Regions from separate parts of the Ovis aries genome. Here region 1 is linked to region 2. The links are chromatin contacts, called in public Hi-C maps. All regions are on one chromosome and are shown on one strand. The core of a region is the stretch at or near the end of the contact, and the rest is flanking DNA. Distances in the headings are between cores, read along the strand shown. Region 1 overlaps SCD5 (stearoyl-CoA desaturase 5). Region 2 has its middle 47 kb from the start of HNRNPDL.

Region 1 (7,266 bases), core at 3,080-5,579, 310 kb after region 2:
ACGCGCACGCTAATGAAGCATCTTGTGCACGTGTGAGGGTGGGTCCATCCTGGGTCTCATGCGTGTATTTAATCTTCTTGTGAAAGCAGATGGTGTTGAACAGGCCCGCCAGCCTCTGTCTCTGTAGAACTGCCTGATGCAAGCAGAATTCTGTGTCCAAGCACAGAGATTTGGGCATCCCTGCTGCTGCAAAGAGGCAAATGTGAAACAAACCAATGAAACGTAAGGCCTGCTTACACATGTGTAAGGACGAAAAGAAAAACGGCCTCTACTGAATAAAATGACATCTCTATCTCAACCTTCAGAGCATCTTGCAACTTTGAGGAAATGTGTGACTACATTTTACTAGGATTACTGTTGCTGTCAGAGGCAGATGCAAGGAAAAATAAGAGGATGCCAAGCCTGAGGGACAAGAAGGATCAGACTAGAAGGAAAAAGAAGCCTGTGACTGGGAAATGTGAAATTAGCTTAACTTAGGGGGAGATTCTTACAAGGAGAGAAAGGAGTTGATGCTCTGCCTCCAGAAACCCCCAAACAATCCAAGCATGAGATCCAAGGAGGTAAAGCTCTGGCATTAGATGAGCCAATTGGATAGTTAACCTGACCTGATTTTCTTCTGCAGCCACTCCAGGCTCTTGGTAATCACATGTCCCCCGTCTGCACAATCAGCAGGCAAAGCCACTGGAAAAGACCATGATGCTGGGAAGACTGAAGGCAACAGAAGGGGGCGGCAGAGGACGATATGGCTGGATAGCATCACCAACTCAATGAACATGAATTTGAGCAAATTTCAGGAGACAGTGGAGGACAAAGGAGCCTGGCGCGCTACCGTCCATGGGGTCGCAAAGAGCTGGACACGACTGAGTGACTGAACAACGGCAAGGGGTGCCGTTTTGGTGTGATTCCAGCTTGTGTTTACAGTCTGTGCAGCTGTCAAAAACCACAAGATGCAGATGGAAGGATTTACCTCTTTTCTGTCCTTGATAAACTGCAATATACAGTGCAGCCTATGAAACCGTGTTTTTAAACAATTTTGTAATGACAGACGAAACACAAACACCAAAGCAACAGAGACTCACATTCACTTCTCACCCTGCGATGTAACAAAACCGAATGATCTCTTCTTAGCTTTAGTGTTGTTGGAGAATTTTTTTTTTACATATCTATAGTCAATATTCAAAAAATCTGAGCTCAGGCTGTTTTCACTTGGACTTGCCTAATGGCTGAGATGGCAAAGAATTTGCCTGCAAGGCAGGAGACCCAGTGATCCATCCCTGGGTCAGGAGGATCCCCTGGAGAGGAAAATGGCAACTCACTCCAGTGTTCTTGCCTGAAGAATCACATGGAGATAGGAGCCAGTTCATGGAGTCGCAAAGAGTCAGACACAACTGAGCAACAAAGCAGAGCACATTTTTCACTTGGCATTATTTTATATCAACTTTTCCATTTGCTTTTATAATAGGCAAACTTACTATCCTTAATAGTAATATTAAATTTCATTTCTATACAATAGTTTGTTTTTATTTAAAATTTCTAGGTATTGTTTTTTCTTTCTTTCTGTTTTTTTCCTCTTATTTTTTCTTCTTTTGAGTTGTTTCTCCAGGATATGGTTTCAAACACATGTTTACCAGGCCAAAGGATGTGATCGTCCATGGCTCACTACACTTTGCCATGTTGCTTTCCAGAAATATTGTACTAATTGATGTCAGTATGAGGATGCAGCTTTCTCCAAAGCCTCGCCAGATTTTGATTTTGTAATTATAATGGACTTTTACCAGCTTTGCTGGCAGTGTATAATTTTGTGCTTTAAGTTCCCACGATTACAAGGGAGGCTGCATCCTTTTGCAAGGATTTGTGTTCTTGTGTGAATCACGCATTCTGATATTCTTGACCATGAAGGTAGTAAAAACAACATTGCTCTTACAGATGTGGTTCCATTCCCTAGAGATTCTGAATGTTCCTTTTTTTTTTCCATCCTTCCTTTTTTTTAATCACAATTTCTCCCCTAAGTCACTTTGACTCAAGAAAGTTTTGCTTGGTGGACACAGGTCCCACTCAGGCAGAAGATCATCAATTCAGCTCAGATTCCCAGCGCCCTATTTACTGGTGGCTGCACACAGTAATCCCCTCATAAATTTTCCTGAAGGCAGCCTGCTTTTTGAGTCCCCTAGCTCCCTAATGAACTGTATTCCCGATCTGTCAAATATAGCCAGCAATTATTCAATGTTGTATCATGTGCTACTGGAAAAAAGAAATCAAGGGTGCTATTTTCATGCTTGCCTTCCTGGCCATCCCTGACTAATAACTGTGCCTTTCCGCCAAGGTAGCATTTACATACTGTGGTCTCCACGCATTCTACACCTACTGGGTCAGACTCTGCAAAGAGAAGAAGGAACCACAGTCAAGATGTGGTCTCTGGTAGCGGGAGGGCTGAACAGGAAAACAAGGTCGTGGACAAGATGAAATGAAACAAATGAAAGCAGAACGTATTTGAGAGTTGGGATAGTAAACGGTTAATAATACTATCTTACATATCTTTGAAAGTTGCTAAGAGAGTGGAAGTTCTCATCACAAGAAAACAAAACTGTAGCTATGTGTGGTGATGGATGTTAGCTAGACCTCCTGTGATGATCCTTGAGCTCTATGTATATCAAATCATTGACGCAGTGGTAAAAAAAAATCTGCTTGCCAATGCCGGAGACTCAAGAGATGCAGGTTCCATCCCTGGGTGAGGAAGAGTCCCTGGAGGCGGAAATGGCAACCTACTCCAGTATTCTTGCCTGGAAAATTCCATGGACAGAGGAGCCTGGTGGGGCTACAGTCCATGGGGTCACAAACAGTCAGACACGACTAAGCAGTTAGGCACTCAGAGCACGTACATCAAATCATTATGTTGTATATAAAACTAATACAATGTTCTATGTTAATTATATCTCAATTGTTAAATTTTTAAATTTAAGTATCTGAAACACATTATAGAATGGACATAAGATCAATTTAATTAGCTCAAAGAATACCCACTATCTAGAAATGTATCTCCCTTTCGTGGGCATCACTAAAGATGGTAAAACAAGCACAATAAAAATTAAAAACTGTATGATTTAATCACTAGGTTGTGTCTGACTCTTATGACCCCACGGACTGTAGCCCACCAGGCTCCTCTGTATAAGAAACGCTAAACATTTATCAAATTACTTGATAAAAAAAGCCAAAAGATTTCTTTTTAAAAAAGTCATTTCTTGACTTTTTTTCTCCTTACTTATATGAAGGATCCCCAGTTGGGGAAGACTGCACCCCAGCACGTTTCCTCACTCAATTCTTTCTGACTTACAAATGTTACTATAAGGCCACCCACTCATCACTTCTGCCCCTCCACAGCTCCTCCCTCAGCCTCACCAACTCCCAGCCACTTTGGTCTGTGGAGATACCCCAAGGAGATGACAGAGACGCTACTCTGGAGACCTGTCTACCCAACTGGTGAGCGGCAGGGGCATTTCTCCACTGAATTAGCTACACTGAGGGCCCAAGTTACAGATGACAAAAAGATGCTCTTGTTATTATTATTGCTGCTGCAGTAATTGTGTGCAATTATAATTGTGCTGTTCGCACAACAATAATTAGTGAGTGCCTAGAATCAGCCATGAGCTGAGATGAGCAGTTATGTGCCTATCTCATTGAATCTTCACCAACATTATTTTACCCATTTTACAGATGAGACAAAGTGAAATTTACAAACTTAGCCAATATCACCCACTAAGTATTAGTAATAACAACTGGGAATAGACATGGTAACATATCTCCTCTCAAGGTATTGTCACTTTTTGATGATTTGTAATCAATTGTAACTTTTCCCACAAGTCTGAGGTTTGACTACAAAAAGAAAAAAAAAAAAGCAATTTAACGCAATCCCTCTTACTTTCCAAATGACTGTTCCTGCGAGGTCAAATGCAAAAGCCCCAGACTGATTTCCCAGGCCAACCACGGGAAGCACCTTGCCATCTTCTGTTCTTTTCTAACAGTTCCACATGCAAGCCATCTTCCTCTCAACATTGCCAAGATCCCTGACATCACGCGAGGGGTTGGGGGTGAGAATGTGTGAAGGAGGAAGATGGAGGGTGGGGACCCCAGCACGGAAGTCAAGAGGCTTGTCTTTCAGCCCTACTCCCACCACGAACTCCCCTCTCTGGACCACAGGTTCCTCATGGCCAAAAGGAAACATCCCCGCCAGCTTTAAATGTCTAACGATTTATGTTGCCTGGGAGTGTCATCGCACTGGTGGTGCCCGGAGGTGTGGACACAGCACCCCCTACCGGCAGCCTCTGGGCAGTGAGGCCGTGGTCACACACTCTGCCTGCTGGTTCTGCCTTGGAGCTGCGGGAGCTGGGAGGACGGTGGGAAAGGGCAGCAAGGGGGAAAGTGGTTCAGACTTGCCCTCAGCTCATCCCCCCTCTCTTCCTCCCCTCTCTAAACTGCCCTGTGTTCCGATGAAACAAACGTGCTTGGAAATCAGATGGGCAAAGGTTTCAATGATTACAGAATCATTTAGGTGGGAGTCAGATGGGTGGAGGGCCTCCCCAGTGGCTCAGCGGTAAAGAATCCACCTGCAATGCAGGAGACGTGGGTTCGATTCCTGGGCCGGGAAGATCCCCTGGGGAAAGGAATGGCAACCCACTCCGTTATTCTTGCCTGAAAAATCCCATGGACAGGGGAGCCTGGCGGGCTACAGTGCATGGGGTTGCAAAGGGTTGGACACACTGCACAGCAGCCCGAGCAGATGGTGGGGGTGGGGCAGCTGGAAAGTCTTGTGCTCAGCCTTGTTGATAACAAAAAGCCACAAGTCACAAAACTTAAAAAAAAAAAAAAAAAAAGAAAAAAATATTCTCTCCAAGGTAGGTATACATCTATTCTCTGAAAGTGGAAAATTCCTTTATAGATTTTGTGTGTGCTGGTTTAAAATATCAGGCAAGTAAAGATTCTGAGCTTCCCCCTAAGCTGTGCTTGTCAGCTTCAACAGTCTGTCCTCTGAGCCTGCTCACCTTCCAGGCTGAAAACAAGCCCCAGGCACTTCATTTTTCAGCAAGGCAACCTGCCCTTCCAAGGTCTCCCGCCTGAGCTCCCTTCCTCATGCGGGCATCTGATGGGGATCGTGGGCCCTTTCACCTTACACTCTAGATAAACACACATAAAGTATTCACATATTTTTTAAAAGACCATTTAAAAACCATTTCTTGAGGTGAGAGGTACTTAATTGCTCAATTGTATCCAACTCTTTGCAACCCTTTGGATTGTAATTTGCTAGGCTCCTCTGTCCACGGGATTTTTCAGGCAAGAATACTGGAGTGGGCTGCTGTTTGCTCTTCTAGGGAATCTTCTCGACCCAGAGATCGAACTGACATCTCTTGTATCTCCTGCATTTCAGGCAGATTCTTTACCCTCTGAGCCGCTGGGGAAGTCCAAACCATTTCTAAAGGCTTTAGAGATTTTCTTTTTTAAAACGACAACCTCCGAGCCTCGAATCTGCAGCCCACAGTAGAGCAGAGCAATGGACTTAATCATGCCTCAGTTGCCTTGCTCCTCCCACTCACCTGGTCCTGAAACCCCATGTGAAGACAGAGCTGTGTTGCTACCACCCTGTACCCCTCTTTATTGATGTTCACCTCCTCCTGTGAGCACAAGATCAGAGGAGAGAAAGGGTGGAGTGGAGGGGGGGGGGCGGGTTGCATCCAAGGGGACAGGTGGAAAGAACAGGGTTTGGGCATCAAAGAGCCAGTATCAAGATAGCATCCTATGGTGTCCACTCAGGCCAGGCCCCAAGGAGAACTCAATCTGTGCTGAAGTCTATTTCATAATAGGCTCCAGAAGGTCTTAGGTGTTGTTGTTTAGTCTCTAAGTCATGTCCGACTCTTTGCGACCCCATGGACTATAGTCCGCCAGGCTCCTCTGTCCATGGGATTTCCCAGGTCCGAAGGTCTCATTTGCCCAATTCACAGAGATGTTGACCTGCTCTCATCTTCATGATCGGAAGTTTAGCCTGTTCTCCCAGTTCCCCACCTGTGGTCCATTCCCCCCCATGAATGCTTGCCCAAAGTCAGCTGCAGTGACTCTGCTTCTTCTCCCATCTTCTGGATCTTTTCTCTTCCTTTCTATTCTTCCGAATGTAAGCCGACTAAAACCAATATAAATTCATTTTTCTTCCTCCCCTAACTCCACGTCTGCTCAGGAAAAAGTTTAGAGCAAGAGCTGACAGAGGTGGGTTTTCTACAGTGAACTAGGGAGAGCCCCAAACTGGAAATGCTGAAGGTAGAGTCTTTTTCCCACCTCTTGAATCTAGACTAGCCTTGTAATTAATTTCGCTTTGGCCTATAGAAAGATGCTGTGTGACTTCCACAGCCTAGGAGACAGTATAGTTTCTGCTTTGCTTCCCTGAAACATTGCCTGGATCACCATGGAAGGAAGCTGGTTTAGCCTAACAGAGAATGAGAGGTCCTGAGAAAGAGATCCGAGGCGTCCAGCCAGCAGTCAGCGCCCAGTGCCCACTGTGTGAGCGTGAGTGATGAACCCATCCAGCCCAGGTGAGACCAACAGAGAAGCAGGCCAGCCAGCCCAGAAGCAGGAGAAAGGACGCATCGCTCTTATTTAAAGCTGCTCAGTTTCGGGGTGTTTCGGCAGCAAGAAATAACCAACATGTACACTTCTATTGTTTCTCTGTGGTTTTTGGAATAAGATACCAGAATGGGATTCTTTCTGCATTTCTTTTGCCCGAGGCACCAATATGATAGATATCAGATACCCACGTGAATGGGAAACAAACCCCTTACACAGAATTCACAAAGGAAATTATCAAGACCTGGCTCCACCATTCCCGAACGCCCCATTCAGATGAAGAATAGCAAAGACTTAGAAGGAAATGTGAATGAGCTGTGAGCTGAATACTCCCAAGGAAAGAGGGCAGAGAGCCGTGACTCCTTCATCTCAAGCCCAGTGAAGTGGGCTTACGTGGACCCCTTGGAGAAATTTGAAATTCAGTAAGTCTGCTTCATATGCAGCAGCACGCTGAGAGCTCATTCGTAAATCCAATTTGTTCATAAATCCAACGTTAGCTTAAGTACCAACTGACATAGTAGGCCATGTAACACTGTACTGTAATAGGTTTATAATACTTCTCACAGAAATAATACATAAAAAAAAAACAAACAAAAAATAAAGAAAATATTTTGAATCTTACAGTACAGTGCCTTGCAAAGTACAGTAGTCCGGTACAACAGC
Region 2 (6,228 bases), core at 971-3,470:
GGAACTAAGGTCCCACATGCCAAGGGGCAGCTAAGCCCACGTGCTGCAGTGAAGGCCCCACACAGCAAAAATAAATAATTTTTTTCTTTTAAAGTAAGATTAGTTTAAGCTGAAGAGAGAATATGAGGTCTAAAGACTTAACAACTTTGTGGATCTTTTCAAAGAACAAACTTTGGGGTATTTTAATTCTCTGTTTTATCTTCACTCTAATCTTCATTATTTCCTTTCTTCTGCTTGTATTGAGTTTAGTTTGCTCTTCTTTTTCTAGTTCCTTAAAGTGAATAGTTAGGTTACTGCTTTGAGATCTTTCTTTCTTTTTTTTTTTTAAATGCAGTCATTTATAGCTGTGAATTTCCCTCTGCATACTGCTTTCACTGTATCCTGTAGGTTTGGGTTATCTTGTGTTTTCATTTTCATTTGTCTCAAAGTGTTTTCTAGTTTCCCTTGTGATTTCTCCTTTGACTTATTGATCCTTTAAGAGTGTGGTGTTGAATTTCCACACAGTTGTGAATTGTCTAAATTTCCTTCTGTTACTGATGTCTTATTTCATTCCATTGTACTTGGAGAACTCGGTATGGTTTTGATCTTTTAAAATTCATCAAGACTTGTTTTGTGGCCTAACATGGGGTCTATCCAGGAGAACGTTCTCTGTGCCCTGAAGAATGTTGTTTTCTGCCACTGTTGGGTGGAGTGAGTGCTCTGTGGATGTTCACTGGGTCTAACTGCTGTATAGTATTGAGCCTTCTAGTTGCTTTTTCCATTGTGGAATGTGCAGTATTCAGTTCTCCATCTGTTATTGTTGAACCATTTCTTATTTTCATTGTCTGTTTTTGCTTCATTTGCTCTGGTGCTCTGGTTTAGGTCTGTATATGTTTGTAATCTTCTTGCTAGATTGGGTCTTCCTTATAGGGAGTAAACATCTTTGTCTCTTGTAACAGTTTTTGTCTGAACCTCTCTTTACCTGACCTTAGTATAGCCACTGCAGTCCTGTTTTGGTTACTGTGTACACGGCATGTCTTTTTTTACCCTTTTATGTTCGATCTGTTTTTACCTTTGCCTTGAAAATGTGTTTTGTGTAGATAATGTATAGTGGGGTTATATTTTAAAAATCCATTCTGCCAGTCCTGCTTTTTGATTGAGTTCAGTTCTCCACACTTCATGTAATTACTGGAAGGACTTTCTTCTGTCGTTTTTCTATTGGGTGCAAACTTGTCATTAGAAGATGAATACGTTCTGGAGGTCTGACACGTAACACTGGTGATTATGGTCAACAGTACTGCATTATATACTTCAAAATTCATTTCTGCCTTTCTTGTATCTTTTTTGTTCCTCAGTCCTCCCTTATTGCCTTCCTTTGTGTTAAATACGTATTCTCTAGTTGCCATTTTAATTCCCTTGTTGTTTCTTTTACATTATGTTCTTGAGTTATTGTATTTTCCTAGTGGTTTCTCTGGGTGGTTATAATTAACATCTTACAACAATCCATTTCTAATTAGCACTACCTTAATTTTAATAGATATAAAGCTCTGCTCATATATAACTCCATTCTCTGCCATCCCTCTGCCATATTGCTGTCACAAATTACATCTTTATTGTGTGCCCATGAACACAGATTTATAATCACTTCTTTATGCAGTTGTCCTTTAAACCAGATATGAGAGAAAAAAAAGGAGTTACAAACAACAAATATATTTTTTCTTAATGGCTCAGTGGGAAAGAATCTGCCTGCAATGCAGGGGACATGGCAGGAGCCGTGGGTTCGATCCCTGCGTTGGGAAGATCCCCTGGAGAAGGAAATAGCAACCCACTCCAGTATTCTTGCCTGGGAAATCCCGTGGTGGGCTACAGTCCATGGGGTTGCAAAAGAGTCAGACACAACTTAGCAACTAAACAACAACAATATTGTATTAGTTTCCTAGGGCTGCAAAGAACCGCAGATGGGGTGGCTTAAAGCAACAGAAGTTTATTCTCTCACAGTTCTGGATGCCAAAACTCTGAAATGAAGGTGTCGGCAGAGCTGGTTCCTTCTGGAGGCACCGAAGGAGAATCTGCCCCTTGTCTCTGGCTTCTCCCGACAGCTGCCGATGCTCAGCATTACTTGGCGTGTAGAGGCATCACTCTGATCTCTCCGCCTCCAGTGGCTTTCTCCCTGTGTGTCTACGTCTTCACAGACTGACTTACAGGCTCACCAGAAGATTGGATTAGGGGCCTACCCTCCTCCAGGATGACCTCATCTTAACTGACTGCATCTGCAACAATTCTGTTTCTAAATAAGGTCACGTCCTGAGCTGTTGGGGATTAGGACTTGAACAGATCTTTTTGGGGAAACACAATTCAACCCATAACACCAGGAACATGTCAGCACTCTTCACAGCCCTTATTTGCTGAAGTATCTCATTCTCCACCCTTTCCTCTCAAGCTTTTTAGTCGGTCTGTCCTTAGTCCCAGGTGTTCTACAGTATTGCAGGTAGCGGTGCCTAATCCACTGACTTTAAACTTCTGTTTTTCATCTATTAATTTTTGGCTGCACTGTGTCTTCGTTGGTTCCGGTGTGGACTTTCTCTCGTCGCGGCAAGCCGGGGCTACTCTGTTGCGTGCGTGCACTTCCATTGCAGTGTCTTCTCTGTTGCAGAGCACGGACTCTAGGCACAGGGGCCTCAGTAGTTACAGCACTTGGGCTCAGTAGTTGTGGCACAGGGGCCTAATTGCTCCAGGGCATGTGGAAGCTGCCCAGACCAGGGATCAAACCTGCATTGGAAGGCAGATTCCTATCCACTGCACCACCAGGCACATTTTTTGACAATTGCCCTTGGGTAGGGTAGCTGCCTCAACCCTGGCGGAATTCTTAGTTAGGCAAGATAAAGGCGAATGCTTTGAGCCAGTCCCCCCAAGAAGCCACCAGATGGTTGTCATGGACTGAACTGTGTTTCCAGACCCTCCGCCTGCTGCCCCCAACCCCTCTCAGATTCATATGTTAAAGTCCTGACTTTCATTGTAACTGCCTTTGGAGATGGGAACTTTAGGAGGTAACTGACTGCAGCCATGAAATTTAAAAAGATGCTTGCTCCTTGGAAGAAAAGTTATGACCAACCTATGAGTCGTGTCTGACTTTGCGACCCCATCAACTGTAGCCTACCAGGCTTCTCTGTCCATGGGATTTTCCAGGCAATAGTACTGGAGTGGATTGTCATTTCCTTCTCCAGGAGATCTTCCTGACCCAGGGATCGAACCCGGGTCTCCTGCATTGTAGACAGATGCTTTACCGTCTGAGCCACCAGGGAAGTCACCTATACAGCATATTAAAAAGCAGAGATATTACTTTGCCAACAAAGGTCCGTCTAGTCAAGGCTATGGTTTTTCCAGTAGTCACATATGGATTTGAGAGTTGGACTCTAAAGAAAGCTGAGTGCCAAAGGATTGATGCTTTTGAACTGGGGTGTTGGAGAAGACTCTTGAGAGTCCCTTGTACTGCAAAGAGATCCAACCAGTCCATCCTAAAGGAAATCAGTCCTGAATATTCATTGAAAGGACTGATGCTGAAGCTGAAACTCTAATACTTTGGCCACCCGATGTGAAGAACTGACTCATTTGAAACACCCTGATGCTGGAAAAGATTGGGGGCAGGAGGAGAAGGGGACGACAGAGGATGAGATGGCTGGATGGCATCACTGACTCAATGGACATGAGTTTGAGTAAACTCTGGGAGTTGGCATTGGACAGGGAGGCCTGGCGTGCTGCAGTTCATGGGGTCGCGAAGAGTCAGACACAACCAAGTGACTGAACTGAACTGAAACCGAAGGTTAGGTCAAGTCATCAGGGTGGGGCCCTGGGCTTCCCTAGCGGCTCATTCAGTAAAGAATCTGCCTGCAATACAGGAGACATTGGTTCGATCCCTGGGTCAGGAAAATCCTCTAGAGAAGGGAATGGCTATATACTCCAATATTCTTGCCTGGAGAAACCCGTAGACAGAGTAGTCTGGTGGGTTACAGTCCATGGGGTTGAAAAGAGTCAGACACAAATGGGCGACTAAGACACACACACACACACACACACACACACACACACACACACACACACACAGGGGGGCCCTAATCCAATGGGATTTATGTCCTTACAAGAGGAGGAAGAGACCCCAGAGAGCCCTCACCGAAAACTGAATTGTCCAGAACCTTGATCTTGGACTTGCCAGCCTCCAGACTGTGAAAAAATAAACTTCAACAAGCAGCCTATGCTTTTTTTTTTTTTTAACTGCTGCTTGAACTAACACATAGCTCAAAGCGAACAGCCACAACCCTCAACAAATGGGGTCCATTTTTCTGCTCTTACCTGTACCAGAAATATAGGCTGTTACTGTCAAGGCCACCCTTGAGCCTGGGAGCAGGGCTGGGACCAAAGAGAGTTAAAACGCCACCATCCTCTCTGTTTTTACTGAGATTCAGCTGTTTTTGCCTTACGCCTTTCCCTCTGGGCTGCTGCAAGGTTTTACTTACTTTCCAGGATTTTGAAAAAGTTGATTCTGACAGGGTTTGCCAGTTTATTTGCGCTTCCTTGGAGGGAAGGATTGTTTTGTAATTAATGTGTTTCTTTGGCTGAACTGGGTGTTAGTTGCGGCATGTGAATTCTTAGTTGAGGCACGTGAATTCTTAGTTGCAGCATGAGGGATCTAGATCTCTGAGGAGGGATCGAACCTGGGACCCCTGCACTGCATGCTTGGAATCTTAGCCACTGGACCACCAGGGAAATCCCTTGGAGGGAAAGACTTTTGAGGTTCCTTGTGTGTTAGTTGCTCAGTCATGTCTGACTCTTTGTGACCCCATAGACTGTAGCCCACTAGGCTCCTCTGTCCATGGGATTCTCCAGGCAAGAATACTGGAGTGGGTTGCCATGCCCTTCTCTGGGGTATCTTCCCGACCCAGGGATCGAACCTGGGTCTTCCCACATTGCAGGCAGATTCTTTACCATCTGAACCATCATGGAAGCCCCATACTGTCATACCAACACTAACACTTTGACCCCAGCATGATGTAAACATACAACCTTCTGGTCTGGAGTCAGACACACTATTTGGTTGCTCCAGGAAGCCTTCCCTTACCCTTTCATTCTCACTGCTGTTGCTCCACCGTGCTCTTCAACAATATGACGTTGACACTCCTCCCACCAAGAAGGTGGCGACCTTTGTTCCGTCCTTGAGTCTGGGTGGGAGCTTATGACAGCTCCAACCGAAAGAGGCCCACAGAGGTGACACTCGGACTTTCCAGGCTAGACTGTGAGAAGGATACAGCCTCTATAGACTTTTTTCAGGAGCTAGGGGTTGGACACTTGCCTTGGGGAACCAGCTACCATGCTGTGAGAGCCCAAATTAGCCCAGGTGGAGAGGCCCCTGGGGAGAGGAAAGGAGGCCCCAAGCTGGGACTGCCCTGGTGGCCCAGTGGCTAAGACTCCAAGCTCTTAATACAGGGGGCCTGGGTTCAATCCCTGGTCAGGGAACTAGATCCCATATGCTGCAACTAAGAATTCACATACCACAACTAAAGATCCTTCATGTCAAAGAAAGTGAAAGTGTTAGTCACTCTTTGTGATCCCATGAACTATAGCCCACCAGGCTCCTCTGTCCATGGGATTCTCTAGGCAAGAATACTGGAGTGGGTTGCCATTCCCTTCTCCAGGGGATGTTCCAGACCCAGGGATCAAAGCTGGGTCTCCCGAATTGTAAGCAGATTCTTTACCTTCTGAGCCAACAGGGAAGCCCAAATAAATAAATAAATAATAATAAATAAACTAAGACCCAGTTCAGCCAAGTAAATATTTTCAAAAAAAGGTCCCAAGCCGACAGCCAGCCTCAATCTGCAGACATATGAATAAACCAGCCTTCAGAGGCTTTGAGCCTTCAGCCCTCAAGGCTTCCAGCTGAGACCTCAGACCTCATGGAGCAGAAATGAGCTGTCCCTGCTGTGCGCTGTCTGAATTCTTGACCCGCAGAATCGGTGAGCATAATACACAGTTGTTTTTATGCCACTACATTTTGCGGTAATTTGCTAGGCAGCCACAGGAACTGGAAAGTTGCCAAGTGAGTCATACGGTGTCAAGCAGTGGACAGACAACTTGTCCCTTTCAGTGCAATGGATTTAAAGGGCCCGTGTTCAAAAGTGTAGGGGGTTGGGGAGGTTGGGGGGAGGGGATGACCAGCAGGATTGTATCACAGGCTCCCTTTTCCTCCCTCCAAACAGC

The links. A called contact is a pair of places that touch in the nucleus more often than the background predicts.
Region 1: a contact with region 2 is called in a Hi-C map of tail adipose tissue, with 4 times the contacts expected there. The contact joins two enhancer-like sites. A contact is called at or near these places in 12 of 16 Hi-C or Micro-C datasets (blood, hypothalamus, liver and 7 more).

Annotation. Positions count from the first base shown.
Region 1 is chr6:98,277,067-98,284,332 of ARS-UI_Ramb_v3.0, forward strand. The region is part of intron 1 of SCD5 (stearoyl-CoA desaturase 5); the gene reads right to left. Among named protein-coding and RNA genes, the nearest start is that of TRNAG-CCC, 15 kb to the right of the region's middle. Within about 2 kb of position 4,330, at least 7 of the 54 cell types and tissues checked have an H3K27ac peak or open chromatin away from gene starts, as enhancers often do.
Region 2 is chr6:97,971,906-97,978,133 of ARS-UI_Ramb_v3.0, forward strand. No RefSeq gene overlaps it. Among named protein-coding and RNA genes, the nearest start is that of HNRNPDL, 47 kb to the left of the region's middle. Within about 2 kb of position 2,221, at least 6 of the 54 cell types and tissues checked have an H3K27ac peak or open chromatin away from gene starts, as enhancers often do.